Linked DNA regions of Mus musculus: region 2 is linked to region 1. A link is a contact called in public promoter capture Hi-C data. All regions are on one chromosome and are shown on one strand. The core of a region is the stretch at or near the end of the contact, and the rest is flanking DNA. Distances in the headings are between cores, read along the strand shown.

What was found. Capture Hi-C pulls out chosen DNA fragments and counts their contacts.
Region 2: a promoter capture Hi-C map of adipose tissue shows a contact between it and region 1. The contact joins two enhancer-like sites. A contact is called at or near these places in 5 of 39 promoter capture datasets (the 3T3-L1 cell line, the C10 cell line, the HPC-7 cell line and 2 more), 6 of 484 Hi-C or Micro-C datasets (embryonic fibroblasts, liver, nephron progenitors and 1 more), 1 of 115 datasets of contacts at active chromatin or transcription factors (embryonic stem cells) and 2 of 9 other capture datasets (adipose tissue and pancreatic islet).

The regions. Positions count from the first base shown.
Region 1 is chr10:110,875,073-110,880,862 of GRCm38.p6, reverse strand. The region is part of intron 2 of 1700020G17Rik (RIKEN cDNA 1700020G17 gene); the gene reads left to right. Among named protein-coding and RNA genes, the nearest start is that of Gm22186, 14 kb to the left of the region's middle. Within about 2 kb of position 2,287, at least 72 of the 459 cell types and tissues checked have an H3K27ac peak or open chromatin away from gene starts, as enhancers often do. A contact at or near this core is called in adipose tissue and uterus, where this site is marked.
Region 2 is chr10:110,949,491-110,955,280 of GRCm38.p6, reverse strand. Zdhhc17 (zinc finger, DHHC domain containing 17) reads left to right here. Exons shown (of 17, transcript NM_172554.2): 10 at 115-215; 11 at 4,596-4,720; 12 at 5,598-5,660. Among named protein-coding and RNA genes, the nearest start is that of Csrp2, 32 kb to the right of the region's middle. Within about 2 kb of position 2,255, at least 116 of the 459 cell types and tissues checked have an H3K27ac peak or open chromatin away from gene starts, as enhancers often do. A contact at or near this core is called in adipose tissue and uterus, where this site is marked.

The sequences.
Region 1 (5,790 bases), core at 1,038-3,537:
TTATCCAGGGATCTACAAACTCAACTGCTTTCTGCTTTCTAAAGAGAACCAAGTAGGAATCTCTAAGTGTTTTCACTGATACGATGTTTACATTTTATTCCTCACATTGGTGCGGCATTCTGACATTTTTTTTTAAAAAATCTAGTTGGTGTGCAAAATAGTTATATCATCATAACGTTTATTTATCTTGATTTCTTAATAACAAATAATTTGGGGGACCATTTTGTTTATGTTCACTGAGAAATGTAAATTGCATTCATCATTTTTTTTTATTCTAAAGAGATCTGTTGACCGGTAGAAATATTTTACATCAACCATTGTCTCTCTCCTTCAGAGACTAGCCTTTTAAGTTGTATATCTGCAATTATTCTCCTTGTTTGAAATGCATAGTTTGCACCATTAGAATTTACATTTTGATTACTTTCCTTTGTTTTTTAAAATCAAATATCATTTGTTAGCCAAGTATGTAAGAGAATGCTAAAATGAGCCATTTTAGCTAAGAGGTATGCCATGAATATAACATGAAATTTTATATGGAGTTAATTATTCCCCTTCGTGCGTAATTGAGTCAAGATGGCATAAAATTAGTCCTCTGTGTCTTCAGTCAATAGTGCTTTTGTTCAAAGTTTTGAAGATCATTTGAAATATTCACTGAACCATTCGAAGGAGGCGTCCTTCCTTGAATGAGAGCCGACAGTGGGCATAGATGGATATTTATCCATGTTTCAGAAGGCAGGATTCAACCTGTCGCCCACTCTTCTTCAAGTCTTCACCCACCATCCCCTAACTTTCTATTGCTCTTTTTATGCTTCCAGTTCTTTGTCCTTTTTCTCAGCCTCTTCTCTTCCCTCAGACCACCCACCCTTCAAAGCCTATTGCGAGGCACTTTCAATCGGGCTAGAGTCTAGACTACAGGCTGGACAAGTTGTTCTCTCCCGCCCCACCCAATTCTCCAAGGAATTGGGCTAAAGACTAAAGCCACATTTCACAGTGACTGCAGAACTTCCCACTGGAACAAACTGTTTTCTCTTGGCCAGATTTAATGACCCATGAAACCTGAAGTGTGAACTGTTAGGGAGGGATGTAGGAATAATTCCAGTCCTGGGACAGTTGGACATTTCTTTTGATCTTCAGCCTGCTCCTGTCAGTTTGGGGAGGGCAGAGATGGAGGCTGTAAGAACGCAAAGTGAGGATCCAGGCTCTGCTCAGGCCGCTGTATCCGCAGCAGCCCCCTCTGCCCTGCACAGGTCCAGACAGGCACTCTACTAAAACACTGTCCTGGAGCCAGGACATCTTATCTCAGACGTTTATGTAAACATCACATTTCTTGTTCCCTGCCCCCTCCCCTGCATCCTGCAAGAGAATCCCAGAGCCTGGTGGCCACTCCAACCTTTCTCAGCATCAGAAGGAGACAAGCTCTAAGAAGAAGCTTGCTCCTGTACATGTTGGCTGTGGCTGGTTTCCCCAGAGACTCTCTCTGCATGTTGTCTATCTTTGCTGCTCGGGTCTGAGCACTCCTCCGAGTTCTCCATCACACTGTTACTTCTGTCTGTCTTCTTCATGGCACCAAGTCTGCTAATAAACTTCTCACTCCCTAGTAATCTGTCTCAGTGTCCTCTTGAACACCCCACCCCCACCCTAGTCCCCAAATAACTAAGGTCCTTGTGGTTTGTTTTTGTTTTCCCAGCTATAAATGTAAAGCCCAGACAAGGCAGCACTAGGAGATTTTTTTTCTTTTAGTACATAAACAAAGAACAAACTTTATAGCGCATGGTGCTGATTTTAAGTAGAATCTGTTTTTATAGACAAACCTGAAAGGGACACGGTGACTTTTAGGATTTGACTCTGAGGACATTTTGTTGGCAAATACATCTTTGAAACAATTCCGAACCAAATTTAACCAAATCCATACAGTCATTTCTGGCACGCCATTTAGGCTTTGTATTGTTAGTGAAGCAGCAAAATCCATTAAAGAAAAAGCCCTGGTCAAGAGAAGAGACACTGCTCTGGCTGCAGACCCAACATTCCACATTCCAGTGAGGTCAATTCAATTGTCTTCTTAAGGAAGGCAGGCTCGCCTTAAGCCAGGCTAAAGAGATAGGCAGAACAAATTCTCCTTTAATGCCCGCCTATGGCCTGAGTCAGCAAGGCAAGGCTTTTTCTTTTTCCTTTTTTCTGTCTCTGACTTTCAGATCCTGGCCAGAACCTAAGCACACCTTCTCTCATGCTTTGGGCATTTTTACTGTTTCTCTAAAGCTTTCCTCCCCACCACCCCACCGCACTGCTGCTGTATAGTCCTCAGTACCAGCATAAACAGCCCCTTGGCTTCTCAGTTACCCTCCTCTGGGCCACTGCTGAGATCTGCAGCTTGCCTGCCCTGGGAGCTTTACTTTTAAACTCATAAAATTGTCTTTGAGCTTCTGTTTGAATCCATTCTTTTTGTTTGTTTGTTTTGGTTTTGGTTTTTGGTTTTTTGGGACAGGGAAATCCATTCTTAAATCATTTTCCTAATAAAACTAAGAACCTAAAATGGTGGCTTCAGCTTCCCCTGTATCATCAGGTGATGGCGGGAACCCCCCTCAAATTCCAGGAACAGTATTGAGTCACTACCTGTAAAAGATCAAATTCTCTCGGGGAGCTGATAGCGTCGGAGCTTGCTTTGAAATCAAATCTTTGCCCAAAGCGATAGGCGCGCACACAGCTGTTAGCTTTGCCAGGCAGCTAGTCATGGTAACTTGCTCAGCCTAGCAGAGGGTAGGTAAGCCTGCTCCTGCTCTCCAGCAGAATGTGTGGGATACAGGTCCAGCCTATCAGAGCACAGTGACTGAGTGATGAGGGCTCAGGCGCCAACCAGAGGCAATAACACACAAGGACCCATCTACTGAGCCACTGAGGAGGTCTTATGCTTTGCTCTGGGATGTAGTTTGGAGAAATTCCAGAAAGTGTCATCCTACCAGCAGCAGAAGGAGCATGAAGGAGAATAGATGAGAGCGACTGAGAGAAGCAGGGTCAGGCTTGAGTTACAAGAGTAAAAGCTTTGGCTCGTTCTATGCTGAATTGCCTGTCCCCGAAGTGTTCTAAAGTGACTCAACGAATCTAGCATTTATTGGGGCTAGATTTTGTTTGATCCATCTTATCAAAAATAGTCAAAAAGTAACGCAGATGATTTAAAGACAACGTCTATAGGTCCCCTTTAAAAATTCCTAATACATTAGCACAGTCTATAATTTTTTTTCCTCTTAATAAGTTTAGCAGGATTTCTATTTGGTCATTGTTTTTGTTTTATTAGCTTCATAAAAAAAAACTGTCAGCATTTGGTTCTCTGGTGTTTATTTGCAATTTCTTTTATTTTAATTGTTTTATTTACATTCCAAATGTTGCCCCCATCCTTGTCCTTCCTCCAAGAGTTCTTCACTCCATGGCCCTTCCCCTTTGCCTCTGAGAGGGTGCTCACCCCACCTGATTCCCCCTAACTCACCCCCTCATTACATTGCCCTTCCCTGGGGTATCGAGTCTCTACAGGATTAGGTGCATCCTCTTCCACTGAGGCCAGACAAGGCAGTCCTCTGCTACATATGTGCCAGGGGCCATGGACCAGCCCATGTATGTATACTATGGTTGGTGGCTCAGTCTCTGGGAGCTATGAGGGATCCAGGTTGGCTTATACTGTTGTTCTTCTTATGGGGCTTCCATCCCCTTCAGCTCCTATAATCCTTCATAAGGGTCTCCAGCCTCAGTCCAATGGTAGGCTGTGAGATTCTGTACCCGTCTCCATCAGCTGCAGGTCGAGCCTTTCAGAGGACAGCCATTGTAGGCTCCTGTCTGCAAGCACAGCATGGCATCAGTAACAGTGTCAGGGGCTGATGCCCAACCATGGGATGGATCCCAAGTTGGGCTGGTCACAGGATGGCCTTTCCTTCAATCTCTGCTCTGTTTTTATCCCCGTATTTCTTTTAGACAGAAACAATTCTGGGTCAAAAAATTTGAAGGTAGATTGTTGACCCCATCCCTCTACTGGGGCCTTGTCTATCTACTTGAGGTGGTCACTTCAGGGTCCATCTCCCCACTGTGAGGCATTTTGACTGAGGTCATCCCCATCCCATGTTTTTTTTTTTTTTTTTTTTTTGTGTGTGTGTTTTCTAATTTTTATTTTGATTTATTTCTCTCTTCCTGAGATTCCTCACAGTCCTATATGGAAATTTCCAGAAGTTGGTATTTGTAAAGTTACCTGTTTTGTTAATATTCTCCTTCTCAATGAGCCATGGATGGGCAATGTGGTATTATGCTGTTTTGTTGAGAGGGGGTCATGCTGAGGGGTTGTATAAGGTCAGGCATTTTCAGTTTTTTCTGTGTTTGAAAAGCTGTACTTAGGATTCATATACAGTCTGCGCCTGTGTCTGTCAGCTCATGGTCTGTGGATCCAACCACTTGTGAATAGAAATATTTACAAAGAAAATTTATCCCTATTGAGCATATGAACTTTTTCCTCTGTCATTATTTCTCAAATGATACAGTGTGACACTTATTCACGGGGCACATGCATTCTGTTAGGCCTCATAAGGAATCTTGAGGATTCCTTATGAGATGTTAAATTGTGGGAGCAGTTGTGTAGACGATGTTCCCTGTTTTACAGGGGGCAAGCATCCTAGGAGTTTGGATCTTAGGGGGTGGTTTTGGGACAAATCCCCTACAGACACCAAGGGAAGCTGCTCTCAACCACATTAGGTCAAAAGATTTATTGCTACTTCGTTTAAATCGATAATATTCTCATAGCCACTGTCTTGGTTATAGACTGTGAAGAGACATCATGACCAAAGCAATTGTCATAAAGGAAATCATTTCATTGGGGCTGGCTTACGGTTTCAGAGGTTCAGTCCATTGTCATCATGGTGGGAAGCATGGCAGCATGCAGGCAGACATGGTGCTGAAGAAGGTGCTGAGAGTTCTACATCTGAATCCTCAGACAGCAGAAAGAGACTGTCACACTGGGCATAGCTTGAGCATGGGAGACCTCAAAGCCTGTCCCCCCAGTGAAACACTTCCTCCAGCAAGGCCACAGCTATTCCAACAAGGCCACAGCTCCTAATAGTGCCACTCCCTATGGGCCAAGCATTTAAACACAGGAGTCTATAAGGGGGCATTCCTATTTAAACCACCACTGACAGTGTGGTTAAGGTATTGTAAGCTTCTTTTTAAAAATATCCTAATGTTCTTAGCATATATTTTGGCTATAGAGTTAAGTAATTACATGCCCCAAATTACTGCATATTTAGGCAAATTATTTCTTTGCCATGGTATGTATGCGTGTCTGTGGTATGGATGTGGTTGTAACTGCTTTCTTCTGGTTGGTATGTTTTCATTATGTCTTTTCCAGTTCCTTGTCTATGAGTTTTTCCATGCCACAAATTTTTACTTTTCTTCCCTCTTTTGATCCACGGTGTATATTTTAAGACAGGCTTTACATTTTACTAATCAGATAGACACAGGAAGATAAAAAGAATATATTCCTGAAAAAGCTGATCGAATAATAAGATACTTGGTGGATCCAGGGGAAGAAATAAATGAAAGACTAAGAGAACCCAGACAGGGCAAATAGAAAACCAACAGTATGAACAGGAATTGAACCCAACGGCGCAGGTAGATTTAATAAGTATAAATAGAATTCATAGCCTGGCTAGAAGACAGATGGCTAGACTACATTGTAAACATCCGACTATATCCTCTGTGCTCTCTTTACTAAGTATGATCGCTCAAGAGAGCTCTGTTTGGACTGTCTGACTTGATTCTATA
Region 2 (5,790 bases), core at 1,006-3,505, 74 kb before region 1:
CTCAGCACTGTGAAGACAACCCCTGTGTTTAAATAGCTTTGGCCTTTGTGATTCTAAGCTCAGTGTTCTTTAATGAAATATGCCACGTGACGTTTTATAAAATCTGTTTTACAGGTCCTTCTTTGACCATTCAATGCACAGCGCATTGCCCCTTGGGATATATTTGGCAACCAAATTCTGGATGTATGTGACATGGTTCTTCTGGTTCTGGAATGATATCCTTCACTGTGGGAATGTGCTTGCTGCCGTCTGACGCAGGCATCTGTGGCTGTGCTTAGGGAGCTCCTCTACCTAGGGACGGTGGGAGCTGATGTGGATAAGTAAGGAATACTTCATACCTAGTGTAGGGTCCTTAGAAACGGCAACAGCCACAAACACCACTGCAGCCAGTAGTCACTCCGTTTAAAAATCACCCATATCAACTTAGGATACCCAAGATATAAGATACAACTTGCCAAACGCATGAAATTCAAGAAGAACGAACACCAAAGTGTGGACACTTTACCCTTTCTTAGAAATGGGAACAAAACACCCATAGAAGGAGTTACAGAGACAAAATTTGGAGCTGTGACGAAAGGATGGACCATCTAGTGATTGCCATATGCAGGGATCCATCCCATAATCAGCTTCCAAATGCTGACACCATTGCATACACTAGCAAGATTTTGCTGAAAGGACCCAGATATAGCTCTCTCTTGTGAGACTATGCCGGGGCCTAGCAAACACAGAAGTGGATGATCACAGTCAGCTATTGGATGGGTCACACGGCCCCTAATGGAGGAGCTAGAGAAAGTAGCCAAGGAGCTAAAGGGAACTGCAACCCTATAGGTGGAACAACAATATGAACTAACCAGTACCCGGGAGCTCTTGTCTTTAGCTGCATATGTATCAAAAGGTGGCCTAGTCGGCCATCACTGCAAAGAGAGGCCCATTGGACTTGCAAACTTTATATGCCCCAGTACAGGGGAACGCCAGGGCCAAAAAGGGGGAGTGGGTGGGTAGGGGATTGGGGGGGTGGGTATGGGGGACCTTTGGGATAGCATTGAAAATGTAAACAAGGAAAATACCTAATAAAAAAAAAGTGAAAAAAAAATCACCCATATCTTGTAAGCTAGTGTTAGCTCATTTTGTTGATGGGAAAATTTAGGCCTTAGGAGCCCAAGGCTATATAATATAGCTGGTCTTTGGTAAAGGTAGGATTGAAAGCTGTCCAAACCCATAGAGTCATTTGCAGTGGGGTCTTGCTATATAGTATAAACTCACCTGGAGTTCACAGCAATCCTCCTGCTTCAGCTTCCCAAGTGTTAGGGACTTTATTAGTCTTATTTATTTATTTATTTATTTATTTATTTATTTATTACTTAATAAGTCTTTGCTCAATATCTTTTGCTTCATAAAGAAAGTACAATTAATATATCAAGCACACACTTCATACATTACCAAATAAATTACCAACATAAAATCCTATTTTTCATTTTTTGATTTTTGAAACAGGGTCTCTCTAAATAACCTTGGCTGTCCTGGAACTCACAGTGTGGACCAGGCTGGCCTCAAACCCATAGAGATTCACCTGCCTCTGCCTCCCAGATGCTGGGCTTAAAAGCATGTGCCACCACACCCAGCATAAAATACTTTTTAAAAACAGTATAGTTTGGCACTGTAATTACACACAAGCCTATTTACCACACCATCTGGCTTGTTTGGTTTTGAGAAGGTTTTATCTTGTAGTCAGACCTGTTTTGGGATTCTGTCATCAAGGGAGTCCTGCCTCAGCTTCCAAGTGCCTTGGGCTGAAGGCCTGTACTGCTGGGTTCTTTTTTTTTTTAACTTCTTAATTCATTCTCTGATTCCTTTACTCTTCGTAATAGCAACAAGTTAGAAAGTAGTACTCTGCTTTTTCAGCACATTCTGGGCATAAGACCAAGTGCTCTGGTTCCCGAGGTCACGCTGTCATTACAGAAAGGCAGCTGGGGAGAGCTGGCTGGGCTTTCCAGTGTGTTCTTGGATGAGGTCAGCCTTCTGTTGCCAGTCTACAGGCCTTGCTGTGTGTACTTTGGTTTGGGTTTCTGTTGAATCCATTGAACCTTAGCATCAGTGTGTAATGACTAAACGTCAAAAGCAGTAATACTTTTTTTTTACATCAGCATTTATTTTCCTTTATAAAAAAGATCATTTTCTTCTGACCTTTGTAAGGTTGACCTTTAGAAATAAATCTTGTAACCCTGCGGACGTAAGTGCACGCCCAAGGGAAAGATGCCAGCTTTTGGGAGCGGTTCACCTCTAGCCCAGACTCAACAGTGCTTGGCTAGGAGTGAGCGCTCTGGCTCTACTGAAGCTCAGAAATGCATTCAAGAGAAAACGAACAAATAAAAACTACCTTTATTTAAGAAAGAAGGCATTAAGATTGGAAGTTTTCTGGAAGTGGTGGCACACAGTTACTGTCACAGCACTTGGTAGGCTGAGGTAGGGTTGAGAGTTCAAGCCCAGCCTAGGGCATTAGCCTTTTCAGTCTCTGTTTAAGTTTTCTTAGTTTATTGGTAGGTATTGGTTTCTTGGTCTCAGTTTGCTTGCTTATTTCTAGAAGCACCTATTTATCTGTCTTATTGCCTTAGCCTTAAATTGTTATTTGGTAGGATTTATATTTCACTTTTTATTATTACTATTGTGTGTATGATGTGGCAAGTTCCTGCCATGGTGTCTGGTCTGTCGGCTCAGAGGAGCACATTGGGAGTTGGCTTTCTTCTTCCGTGCAGGTTATGTGTGTTGGACTCGGGTGTTTATGTGTGCACGGCACGTGTTTTTACCTTTACCCACTGAGCCATCTCACTAGCCCTCCTATTTAAATCAATTCTGGAACGTTTTCAGTTCGTTCGTTAGGTTTGGTTGTCTTCCAGACTGGATTCTTTGCCTTGTGGCTGCTGTAACTTTTCTCCTTTGATTTTTCTTGAGAGTGTGCTGGTGCAGTTGTTAGGCCATTTCTGTCCATCTTTCATCTCTTCTGTGATTAACCAAAGCGAAGTTACTCAGACTTTGATGTTTTCTCTGATAGATAGGCTTTAGAATAATTGTTGTGTTTTCCTGTCTGCTTTGGTGTCTGGATAATACCACTTTACCATCTGATCTGGCTGTTTACATCTACTAGTGTGTGTGTGTGTGTGTGTGTGCGCGTGTGTGTGTGTATGTGTGCATGGGTGTGTGTGTGTGTGTGTGTGTGTGTGTGTGTGTGTGTTTTGAAGCTCACAGTTAAAAGAGTAAGATAATGCTTTTTGCCAGAAGACTTGGCAGTGTTTTTTTTGATCAGTGCTGGTGCAGAGGTCGATGTGTCACTACGGAGCTGTGTGCTGGGATTGCTTAGCAGGTGCTGATAATGAGTCCCCTTTCTGCTTCTCTTGTATTTGATGTGGTTGTTCAGTGTTCAGATTTTAATCAAACACATGTAGATTATCTCATTCAAGTTGTCTTTGTAACTGTCCTTCATGTAAAATATAAGCAGGTACATGTTCATGACATCTTTCAGCATTCTTTTTTTTTTTTTTCTTTTTTCTTTTTTCTTTTTTCAGAGACAGGGTTTCTCTGTATAGCCCTGGCTGTCCTGGAACTCACTTTGTAGACCAGGCTGGCCTCGAACTCAGAAATCCGCCTGCCTTTGCTTCCTGAGTGCTGGGATTAGAGGCATGCGCCACCACCACCCGGCTTCTTTCAGCATTCTTGTATGTTAGTTATCTCAGCATCACATCTTAAAAATGCTATTGAGTCAACCAGATATTTTCTATTCAGGGCTGTGTTGCTTTAGCAATATTTTTTATAGTTTCTCATTCTTTTATATTTGTAAATGGCCTGGTGCATTTGTTGTAACCCTTGCTATTTTAGGAAAGTTTAAAAATGTTTCCTAAAGCTAAAATGCTTACCTGCTTCCTTGCCTGGCCTCAGCTTGATAGCCTCACCCCTGCATTGTTCAGGGCCCCCTGCTGGGGCGGCACTTCTCAGACTGAGCTAGGTCTGACCATATCCCTGTTGAGCCCTCCCTGGTGAGTCTAGGTTATGTCAAGTGGACAGCTAAAGCTAATCATGGCAGGTATCTCAAGAGTTTTATATCTGTACATATTTATATAGTATATAAAATTTTTAGTGCAAGAAAAAAAGTATGTGTTTAACTTTAAATGTGAAAATAACTTCATTTTGTTAAAAGCAATATTGATCACCTAATCTACCGAGTTTTCTGGTGTTTTTGAGACAGGGTTTCTCTGTATACCCCTGGCTGTCCTGGAACTCACTTTGTAGACCAGGCTGGCCTTGAACTCAGAAATCCGCCTGCCTCTGCCTCCCAAGTGCTGGGATTAAAGGCATGCGCCACCACGCCCGGCTCTGAGTTTTTTAATGTTTGCTGACTTTCAAAGTATTATGTAAGGTGAATTAATAGAAAGTCACATTTTTCCTTTCATACTTAGAAATGGTTATTATGGGAAAGTATAATCGGACTTAGAAAACATACCCTTTTGGCCGATAGATGTTCTTGTGTGGTAAGAGCATGTGCACTATAGCCCCCTGGAAGAGCTTGCCTATTACTGCTGTCTCGGATTCCTTAACTTGGACACATCTCAACTTCCTGTTCATCCACCTCCCCTTCCTTGCCAACAGCGTTGCTCTTTTCTACAATTTTGGAAAGTCTTGGAAATCAGATCCAGGGATTATTAAAGCTACAGAAGAACAAAAGAAAAAGGTGGTGATATACCCAGCTAACTAACTAACCGCCAGTTTCTCGGTAGTTGCAGCAGAGTCAGGGAAGGGCAGGAACTCTTAGAATTGGTGACAGCCCAAGCAGAATTGTGCGGGCCCATATTTTAAGTGGTGTCCGTCCTGGTGCCCTTGTGATGGCACACAGTCACACGCTGTGTGACTGACATCTCTCTCCTTTACAAAGATGCTCTGCTGCTTTTCAGAGGTGAATGTTATATCGGAAACATCTCTCTAGCACTCACCCCAAGGACATGGTTGTTAAATTACCCACTAAACTTGAAACCCAGTCAATTGAGAGTACAGATACCCCACTCCAGTAGCCAAAATACAGTATATGACTGGTGTAGGCATTGTTTTCCTTTGACACGAACTTGAGGCTAAATGTATGTGAAGTTTTTTGTCAGTAGGTAACTGGGCTGGGCATTGCAGATTTGTTAAGTAAGAGCTGTTTTAGCTGAATGCCATATATAATCTTGGCCCTCAGGAGGCAGTAGCAGGAGGACCAGGAAGTGGACCTGTCTGGGCTATGGGAGACCCAATCGCAAGAAACAATAAGAAAACAAAGCCAGAAAGCTCTTTTAAAAAGGAAACAAATCTTAATGAATCATTTCTGTCCACAGTGAACTGACATTAGCAAGTTCTGTGGCCTGCTCCCCGCTGAGGTGGGCTGCATACAAGTTGCTGTGCTGACGGTCCTCAGTTCCTATACGGTAGTGACACAGCACAGGCGAGTCACTCGTAGGTCTTATGTGAGCTTGAAAAGGTTGAGAAGAATGGCATGTTCCTAGTAATAACAAAGGAATTGGTGAGCATTATTCAGTTTTGAGTAAAAAGGTGGCTTTTGGTTTTTAAATCCACAGACGATAGTTGAACTTGCAGAGACTGGAAGTCTGGACCTCAGTATATTCTGCAGTACCTGCTTGGTAATATTCATTATCTTCTCTTATTTCTCTCCTCTTCCTGCTGACGCCATCATAGGACAGAGGGAGTATTGGGTAGAGCACTCCTCACATCCTGTAGTCTGTGGTAGATGAGACAGTGAGGGATGTTTGC